Regions from separate parts of the Hordeum vulgare genome. Here region 2 is linked to region 1. A link is a contact called in public Hi-C data. All regions are on one chromosome and are shown on one strand. Each heading gives the region's core, a stretch centred on a gene start, on an enhancer-like site or on the middle of the called end of the contact. The rest is flanking DNA. Distances are from core to core; before and after follow the strand shown.

Region 1 (5,007 bases), core at 939-3,438:
TGCATCACACACAAGATGATGATCTACTTTATTTGACATTGGAAGACTATTTTTGCGAAGAATTTCCTGCACCATCGATAAGGAGGGATGGCCTAGACGTCTATGTCACCTAGAGGTAGATGGCTTGGTTACTCCAAGGATGTGCCATCCATGAGCAACCGGTTGGCCAGCAACAGGATACAACCCATCCTTACTTGGTCCGTGAAGAATTGTGCCCCCGTTTCCTGATCGTGAATAGAAAAGAACTCCGGGTAAACAACAAGATATGCATCATTATCTTTAGTGAGTTGATAACCAGAGAGAATATTTTTGGATTGGGGAACATGAAGAATGTTGTTCAACTCTAAGGATTTGTGCGGAGTAGGAAGCAGAGAATGACCAACATGTTTAATTTCCATACCTTGACCACTTGCGGTGTGGATTTGTTCTGGTCCAGTGTACCGGTCATGAACAACGAGTTTCTCCAACTCGCTAGTCACATGATCGGTGGCTCCAGTGTCGAGATACCAGTTGGTATTGACACCATAGGCAGCAGAAACGGTGTTGGCAGATTTCTTGCCACCCCCGCCGCTATTTCCACCGCCACTACCTTGTCGCTTGGGGGGAGGATTGAAGGTCTTGTCATAGCGTTTGAAGCAGCGCCAAGCAGCATGCCCCTCACGTTTGCAGATCTCGCACTTCTCATCCCCCCTTCCTCCTGAAGATGGGGCGCCACCATTGTTGGAGAAGAAGCCACCACTGCCTCCCCCACCATAGGCAGCACCAGGGTTGCTTCCTCCCCCGTAGCCAACAATAGTAGGGCGGCTAGAGTTATTGTTGCGGGAGCCGCCCTTGGAGGCAAGGTTGATGGAGAAGTCGTTGCTGCCGCTGTCGTTCTGCGCGTCGATGCGCGCCTCCGCATTGTTTAGCAGCGAGAAAAGTTTTGTAAGACCGATCTTTTGATCAGCCTCGGGACGAGAGGAGAGGGCTGCGACATACGGATTGTAATCCGAGTCCAATCCTTGCAAGATGTAGGAGACCAGTTCGTCGTCGTCGATGGGCTTCCCTGCCGCCGCCATCTCATCCGCAAAGCCCTTCATCTTGGTGAAGTAGAGGGCAACGAGTGAGTCTCCTTTCTTGGTGTTGCCGAGTTGCCCACGTAGATGGATGTGGCGTGCCCTGGAGTGGGACGCAAACATCTGCTGGATCACAGTCCAGACGCCGGTGGCAGAGACGAGGAGTGCACCTAGAGAAGAACATCGCGGGACAGAGATGCAAGAAGAAAAGTGAGGGCCTGCTGATCCTGCGTATACCAGAGAGCATGGGTAGGTTTGGAGTCGAAGAGATCTCCTTCTTCCCTGAAACCTCTGTCTCGGTGATCAAAACAGCGGGCGGCTCGGCCATGGTGCCATCGAGATAGCCCATGACACCAGCAGCGCACACATGTGGGAGGACTTGGGCCTTCCACACCAAAAAATTGTCCCTAGCTAGCTTTTCGGTAATGGTATGACCTAGCGCAGCAAGGGAGGAAGCCATGATGGAGCTTGAAGAGGAAGATGACATATCGATGTGAAAGAGGTAGGCTCTTATACCATGTGAAAAGGTTGGAAGCGTATGCATCTTAGCAGGGACGCGTGCGTGTTTATATAGGCACAATGACGAAGAGATATACATCAGAGAGGTTAGGATCAATCTCCTCTTATCTACATTTTAAACATAATGAGATAAAGAAATCCTAATCAACACAACACGCACGCACGCTTTATAACGTGTTATACAAATCACGTATTATACATGAGATATATTGTCTAACAGATGTGACTGTAGATGTTTTTAGATTGCGTGACGCATGATGCAATAGGTCAAGTGAGGCGGCTTGGGCATTGTTTTTTTTTCTCTTTGGCCCTTTACTGCTCTTCTCCGCGTCAAATGTGGTAGTAATAGGGTGATGAATAGCTAGCCTGACGGTGATGGGCATACGAGTGTCAAGATCAACAGAGAAAACTTGGAGAAACGTCAAATAAACTGTATGGCAGTATTAGGATGGTTGGCCATTATTGCATTATACAAATTACGAGTAGAAAACTTGAAGAAACGTCAAATAGCTGATCACCATCAGTCAACAAATGCTTTGCTTCAGTCAACCCTCCGACCCCACCTGCTAATGATACACCGAACCGACGGACGGACACCCGAACAACCCCTCTTCTCTTTTTGATTTTGTGTTTTTGTTCTTGACGAAGAAAAAGTACTATCACCGCTGACGGATTGCAATGGCCAAACCCCACCGCCGCTTCTCCCCGTACCTCGCCGGCGTCGCTGCCACCTTCCTCCTCCCCGTCCTCCACGCGCCACTCGCCGCGGCCGATGACGAGCCGCCTCCGTGGCCGACCTGCGGGCCCTATCCCCCCAGCGGCAACTACACGCCCAACAGCACCTACCAGGCCAACATCCATCTTCTCTCCGCCACCCTCCCCAGGAACGCCTCCTTATCCCCCGCCTTCTACGCCACCGGGGACGTCGGCGACGTGCCGGACATCGTCTACGGCCAGGCGCTCTGCCGCGGCGACGTCGCCAACGCCTCCGCCTGCGAGGCCTGCGTCGTGGCCGCCTTCCGCGGCGCGCAGCGGGCGTGCCCGCTCTACAAGGACGTCATGATCTTCTACGACCTCTGCCAGCTCCGCTTCTCCAACCGGAACTTCCTCCTGGACAACGACTACATCGTCACCACATACACGCTCCTGCGCTCCCGGGTCGTGGCCACGCCGGCGTTCGACGCCGCCGTCGGGCTGCTCCTCAACGCCACCGCGGACCACGCGGTGGAGGACTCGTCCAGGCGGTTCGGCACGGGGGAAGAGGGCCTCGGCGACAGGAGAAACCCCAAGATTTACGCGCTGGCGCAGTGCGCGCCCGAAAAGACGGCGGACGTCTGCCGGAGCTGCCTCAGCGGAATAATTGGGCAGCTGCCGAACTTGTTCAGAGGCAGGGCAGGAGGGGGGATGTTCGGCGTGTGGTGCAACTTCCGGTACGAGGTGTACCCTTTCTTCTCCGGGCGGCCGCTGGTGCAGCTTCCGCAGTTCGTAGAGGGGCCTCCTTCGTCGGCGCCACCCGTGACTAAAGGAGGAGGTGAGTTGGCTGTACGAAGGGAAATCATTTACTCCTATTGTTTTCTGCAATTATGCAATCTGAATTTTATTTGTCATTTGATGTGCAATTGCGTGCATACGTAAGAACATGCAACCACATAAGACTTTCTGATTTCTGTGACAAAAACAGGATTTAATCAGTAACAGAATTAGCCTGATATAGCTTCTGAATCAGTTAACAACACCTGCTTGTTCCATTCCTGCTCATCATAAGACATGAATCATGCCTTCGTCAGAGCTCTTGACGTGTCAGTTATAGAATTACTCGACCGAAAAGAACTTATATACATGTGCAAACTGGCTAACTTTTTGTCAGTGTGATGCAAATACAGAAAGAACATGATCCTTGAATACAGACAATCTTGCAAATGGTTTGTGTGCTCTGAAACTCACAAGGTTTTCTTATGAAAAATCCTACTACAAAGTTTTACAGCAACATATATGTACTACACGATTCCGATTGACGTTATAACTAACAAGTATACTGACTTGATGGTATGTATATTTACTTGCAGAGAAAAGGGGAAATAGAACAGGTAAAGTCCTAGCTATTCTGATGCCCACAATTGCTATGATATTGGCCAGCGTTGTGGTATACTTTTTCTGTCGGAGGAAGACAAGACCAGAAGAAGATGCGTATCGACCTTGTAAGGCCTCATCTTAAGCACTTTAAATTATGGAATAAGAGCCAGTCAAGTGATGACTCAATTGATTATCCATCAGATGGTGATTAGATCAGTTCATAGTAGAACCTGTTTAGTCGGTTATCGCTTTCTTAAATCTTAATACCAAAGCTTATCCATACGTTGGACCAGAATCATATACTGTATTTCCTAAAGAGCTTAAAGCCTTGTTTTTCATCATTGTCTACTTATTCTTCAACATATTCAGCTACCTCAGAAGATATTCAACACATCGATTCGCTTCTTCTCGATCTAGCAACACTGAGAATTGCCACCGATGACTTTGAGAACAGCAAAATGCTTGGTAAAGGAGGATTTGGTATGGTTTATAAGGTACATAACTACACCATATGCAGCTTATGTTTCGGAAAGGAAAAACGTAGCATTATCAGTTATGTTTTTTGCTGAGGGCTAAGTATATTTACTTTGACAGGGAGTCCTACCGGACGGTCAAGAAATAGCCGTCAAAAGGCTTTGTCAGACTTCCAGACAAGGAATAGGAGAGCTGAAGAGTGAACTGGTTCTAGTTGCCAAGCTTCACCACAAGAATCTTGTGAGACTTGTTGGTGTTTGCTTGGAAGAACAAGAGAAAATACTTGTTTATGAATATATGCCCAACAGAAGCCTTGATACCATTCTTTTTGGTAAGATTTTCCCATTAATAATTTTTTCCTGCTTTGAAATTTTATTCACTTGATTAAATAGTATTCCCTCCGTTGATAAATATAAGATGTTCTAACTTTTTTTCTGAATCAGATGTATATCGACACGTTTTAGTGTGTTTGTTCACTCATTTCAGTCCGATGTAGTCCATATTGAAATATCTGAAACATCTTATATTTGTGAATGGAGGGAGTAGAATTTATGCTACAATGATATTCTTATTTGAATCACAGATTCTGAAAAAAACAAAGAGCTGGACTGGGGAAAGAGGTTCAAGATAATCAATGGAATCGCTCGAGGCTTACAATACCTCCACGAAGATTCTCAATTGAAGATAGTTCACCGTGACCTTAAAGCGAGCAATATACTTCTAGATGTTGATTACAATCCTAAAATTTCCGACTTCGGCTTAGCGAAGATATTCGGAGGTGATCAATCAGAAGATGTAACTCGTCGTATCGCCGGCACATAGTAAGCATGTCGAGTACATTTGTCTGGCAAAACACCCATTTTTCAGTCGGGTTCTAAAGTTCTGT
Region 2 (5,007 bases), core at 904-3,403, 720 kb before region 1:
GAGGTACTGCAGGCCCCGGGCAACACCGTTCACGATCTTCAGCCTCTTCCCCCAGTCCAGGTCCTTCCTTTTCTCTGCATCTGCCAACGGGACCAGGAAACGACCATCAGAAGGAGTAACTCGGAGCCACTACGTGGTAGCTAGCTAGTGCTCTCATCATATCAAACATGGCTGCACAGACGACAGAGAACTGATGGAACGTAGTAGTACCGAAGAGAACGGTGTCGAGGCTCAGGTTTGGCATATACTCGTACACGAGCAGCTTCTCCTGTCCTTCCAAGCAAACGCCAAGGAGCCTCACAAGGTTCTTGTGCTGAAGCTTAGCGACCAGAACCAGCTCTGTTTTCAGCTCTTCTATTCCTTGCGTGGAGCTCTGCGACAGCCTCTTCACGGCTATCTCTTCACCTTCAGAAAGGACACCCTGTGCAATCCGGTCAACACAGATGTGCACAACCAACATGAAATTTGCATAATGCTAGTTAGCTAGTACTCTGAATGTATGATTGGCACCTTGTAAACAGCACCGAACCCTCCTTCACCAAGCTTGTTGCTCTCAGCGAAGTTATCTGTTGCAGCCCGCAGGGTCGATAGGTCCAGAAGGAGGGAATCGATGCTTTGGATGTCATCTGGATTAGCAGCTGAATCTGTAGCAACAAGGAAGGTGTACAGTGATCAGCATATAGCTGAAATGCAGTCAATTGAGCATGAGTGGTTCCGATAGTTAGAAACTTAGAATGTTTGCTTTTCAGGTAGTGCGATTGCATCATTGGTTGATTGGATGGTGCGTGTTTAACTACATCAAGAGACCATCATGAACTTTAACTTTGAGTAAATTTAGGTAACCAGCGAGTCAACATTCCCCTGCTGTTAGGCCAATTCACAAATTAGTAAGTACTCAGTAGCTTACATGGTAGTGGTACTGACGGCTTTCTTTCTACCGGTTTTCTCCTCCTCCAAAAGCACACGCACGTTGAAATGAGTAGTAGTGCAGCAACTATAGGTAGTGTGATGGCCAAGACCAATCCTGTCCTATTTCTTGTTCCCTCTGCAAACAAATGGTGCGGATTTCAGAGAGTGCAGTGCAGACTGCAGACAAGTGTTCCACCATCCAAGTGACACCAATCAAGCACGAAAGAGCAATCATATGTGTTTCAGACACTCACCTTGTTCGGCCGCCGCTGGCGCTGGCGCTGGTGCCGGTGGCAGCACGTCCGGGAGTTGCAGCAGTGGGCGTCCAGAGAAGAAGGAGTAGGTCTCGAACCGGAAGTTGCATCGCACGCCGAAGACTCTCCCGCCCGGCTTCCCCACGAAGTACTGTGGGGTAAACTTCTCGATTATGTCCCTGAGGCAGCTCCGGCAGTCGTCCGCCGCCATGTCTGGCGTGCACTGCGCCAGCGAGTAAATCTTGGGGTACGTCCTGTCGTACCCCTCCTCCCCCGTGCCGAACCGCCGGGTCGGGTCCCCGGCAGCATAGTAGGCGGTGGCGTTGACGAGCCGTCCGGAGGCGGCGTCGAACGCCGTGGCCGCCGCGCCCGCGCTGACGTTGTTGCCGTTGAACGCGACGAACTTGCCCCTGTTGTCGGTGACGTTGGCCAGGAAGTCCTGGTCGGAGTAGCGGAGGATGCAGGGGTCGTCGAACATGGTGGCGTGCCTGTTGAAGGCGCAGAGCTGCTGCGCGTTCCGGAAGGCGGCGGCGACGCAGGCCGCGCATGAGGAGGCGTTGGTGTCGCCGCGGCAGAGCGCGAGAGCGTAGACGGCGTCCGGCTTGGCGCCGGCGGCGCCCTTGGCGAAGAGCGCCGGGGACGCGGAGGCGTTCCCGGGGAGTCCGCTGGCGAGGGCGCGTATGTTGGCCTGGTAGGCGCTGCCCTCCGTGTAGTTCCGGGCGGCGGTGTCGCAGAGCTGCCACGGCAGCGGCTGCGCTCCGGCGAGCGGCGCGTGGAGGAACGCGAGGAGGAGGAGGCCGGCGGCGAGGTTGTGACAGGGACAGAGAGCAAGGGTGCGTCGCATGCGCATCACCACCATCGCCATGGAGCTGAGCTGCTGAGTGGTGTCGCCGTATAGTGGTATAGTACGGGGCGTACCTGCAGTTTCGAGTAAAATAGAAGAGCCGCGATCGGCGATTTTCCACGCTCGACGCTGACGGAGGAACAGAAGTAGCAGCTGATGGCGAAAGGAGTGACCGAGCGGAAGCGTGACACATGGTGGAATTGGTCAAGGGAGGTGGCTTGGTCATTTATTTCTTTGGCCTTTTTCTGCGTCAGGTGTTCTGGTAGGTACGCCCTGACGGGGTACGAGTGTTAGAGCAACTCAGTGATACAATCATACAAGTGTTAAGAGCAATTCTAATGGGGCAATCATACAATTATGCAGCAGCAAGTCACCAACGTCTCCGTCGCGACGGCAACGAGGGAGACGCTCTTCATTCGAGGGTTAAACCCTAGCCAACACGGCCTCGTCAACGCCGCCGTGGCCGTCGCGGTCAGCACCGGCTCATCCGCCTTTCTTCGGACGCTGCTGCCCGACTCGTCCGGCGCGTCGGTTTGCAACCCGGTGCCCGGATTCCACGTCTACCCGCATGCCTCCCGCCTCTTGGGATAGTGCTCGTCCTGGATTCCACCTTCATGCGTGACGAGGTCGGCCTGGACCTAGACGGCTTCCCTCTCAACCATGAGTTTCCGGAGGACTACGGGCTAGAGGAAGAGGACGAGTGCGACATCGAAGCGGAGCCTTTGTTTAAGGACGAGCTCGCCAACCAAGCGGACGGGACGGCACCGAAGCGCAAGAGCAAGCGAGCCAAGGCATACACGGCGACCGAGGACAAGCTTCTTTGCGAGTGTTGGAGAGACATTGGGCAAGACCCCAAGACGGGCGTCGAACAAAAGCATTCAACCGTTTGGATTCGTGTTCATCGTGAGTTCCATGAGCGCAAGAAGTTTCCGCCGTATCAAATAGCAAGCGCGCGTGGGTGTGTGTCCATTTCGAAGCGTTGGAGGGTGACCCAACAAGAGCGCAACAAGTTTTGTGCCACTCTTGAGAGCGTCAAGGCCCGCCCCGTGAGCGGCATCGGCGTGCTAGACATGGTATGCTAGCAAGCCGCCCTCTTTTTGTGTCATCAAGTATATGCTTTTGGGTGTTCGTTTGCATATCATTTTGCCAATATGCTTGCATGAAATACATTTGTAGGCATTTCAAGCTTTGGAGGCATTCAAGGTCCAACAGAACGGCAAGTGCTTCAACCTCTCCCATTGCTTTAGGGTGATCAAGGACGAGGAGAAGTTCAAGGCGCAATATGTCGGCCTCAGGTCGCATGGTGGGAAGAAAGGCGCGGAGGAGGTTGGGGACGACGAGAAGGCTCGGTCGAGGGGGAAGACCAACTCCAAGAAGGAGGACAAGCGGGATGCGACATCGATCGCCTTGATCGCAACCATGGAGGGCATGATCACCAAGGACTCAAGGGAGGAGAAGTGCCGGCAAGAAAGAGAAGAGCAAATAAACGCCTTCTTGGATATCCAAAGGAGGATGCTTGACATGGAGGCGGAGAAACAAGCACGGATATGCTTGAGATGGAGGCGGAGAAGCAAGCCAAGATGCTAGAGATCGAAGCCGCCAACACTAAGACCAAGGCCAAAGAAGTGGCTCTCGCGAGCATGATGACCGGGTGGAGATCATGAAGGTGGATCTCAACACCGTGTCACCAAGGAAGAGGCCGTGGTTCGAGAAGATGCAGGCCGACATGCTCAAGTTCGACGAGGAGTAATCTATGGCGGCGAGCGCCATCTTTTTTGGATGCCTGCAGGTGTACTGGCATGACCAGGAGGGGTCGCGATGGCATGGTTGAACTCAAGTCCCACTCTTTTTGTGTGCTGGCATGTGTGCGAGCCGGCTCGCGAGTGCGCCAGCAGAACTGTGGTGCTATTTTTTGAAGTCGGCATTGTATGTCGGTGTTGGCATGAAACATGGCCGCTCGCATGATCAGCCGCGGGCCCTTTTTTTAATATGTTAATTGCGGGCATGAAATGGGGCCACGCGTTGGGCGCACTGCCGACCCAAATATAAAACAGGGCGGACGCGGTGCGGGCAGCCGACCCAAACGGACAAAAACGGACAAATTCGCCGTTCGTTTGGGTTGGCCCGTTGGAGTTTCTCTAAGCAATGCCAACCCCGCCCTACGGGGCGGCGCGTTAAAAAACATTTACACTGCTGAATAGGTAATGCGTTAGCTCCAGCACATGCCACAAAATAAAGCGGGACGTTGTCGCTCCAACAAACACGTTAAATTTAAAATATCCACGTTTAGCACAAACCTCATTTTCCATTTTTTAAATCATGAAAAAATCAAAAGCATAAAATAAATCAATAATAAAATAGTTCACAACATTGTTCATAAAAACATAGTTCAAGTCCAAACGATACATAAGCTAGATAGCTAACTACTACCCCCCCGCTCTCCTCGGTGGTGTATTCCAACGTGAGAAAGGCGTCATGCGAGTGATCATCATCACTACTCCATGTCGACGCGTGCCCCACATTGCAGTGTGCTACAACTGCAGCCTTCCGCTGACGCCTTTTCGCCCGGCCCGCGGATCGCACCACCCTCTGTCGTGACCAGAACTCATGCTCGTCGAGGACATCCTGCGGGAAGCAATCGCACCACACCTCCATGGCCTGCTTGTTTGTATCGGTGATGAGGAGGTGGCGGTCCCGCCTTGCCTGGATGCGGCGGTCCTCCGCAGTGATTACCCAAGGGGTGGCGCGCATCATCGGAGTGACGACAAGGTTGATGTAGAGCCCCTCCGTGATGAGTTCCCCCTCCGACGGAGTACCGAAAAAGGCCTCCAGATGGGATCTGGCGAGAACAGAGGCTTGCGGCGGTGGAAAAAGTATTTCGTGGATCCCTTTGAGGGTTTTGGAATATTGCTGAATTTATAGTGGATTAGGTAGGGGAAATGGAGCGTGGAGGGTCCAACACAACATCACGGCGCCCCCCCGGGACGCGCCCTGGTGTTG

Evidence for each region. Hi-C and Micro-C count contacts between places; a contact is called where the count stands out from the background.
Region 2: a Hi-C map of leaf shows a contact between it and region 1, with 2.6 times the contacts expected there. The contact joins the promoter of LOC123425814 here to the promoter of LOC123425813 in region 1. A contact is called at or near these places in 4 of 6 Hi-C or Micro-C datasets (leaf and seedling).

The regions. Positions count from the first base shown.
Region 1 is chr2H:196,543,576-196,548,582 of MorexV3_pseudomolecules_assembly, reverse strand. LOC123425813 (cysteine-rich receptor-like protein kinase 6) reads left to right here and starts at 2,188. Exons shown (of 7, transcript XM_045109548.1): 1 at 2,188-3,105; 2 at 3,641-3,772; 3 at 4,017-4,141; 4 at 4,242-4,452; 5 at 4,705-4,942. The coding sequence starts at 2,253.
Region 2 is chr2H:197,263,970-197,268,976 of MorexV3_pseudomolecules_assembly, reverse strand. LOC123425814 (cysteine-rich receptor-like protein kinase 10) reads right to left here and starts at 2,153. Exons shown (of 7, transcript XM_045109549.1): 1 at 1,164-2,153; 2 at 908-1,045; 3 at 511-644; 4 at 211-421; 5 at 1-80. The coding sequence starts at 2,028.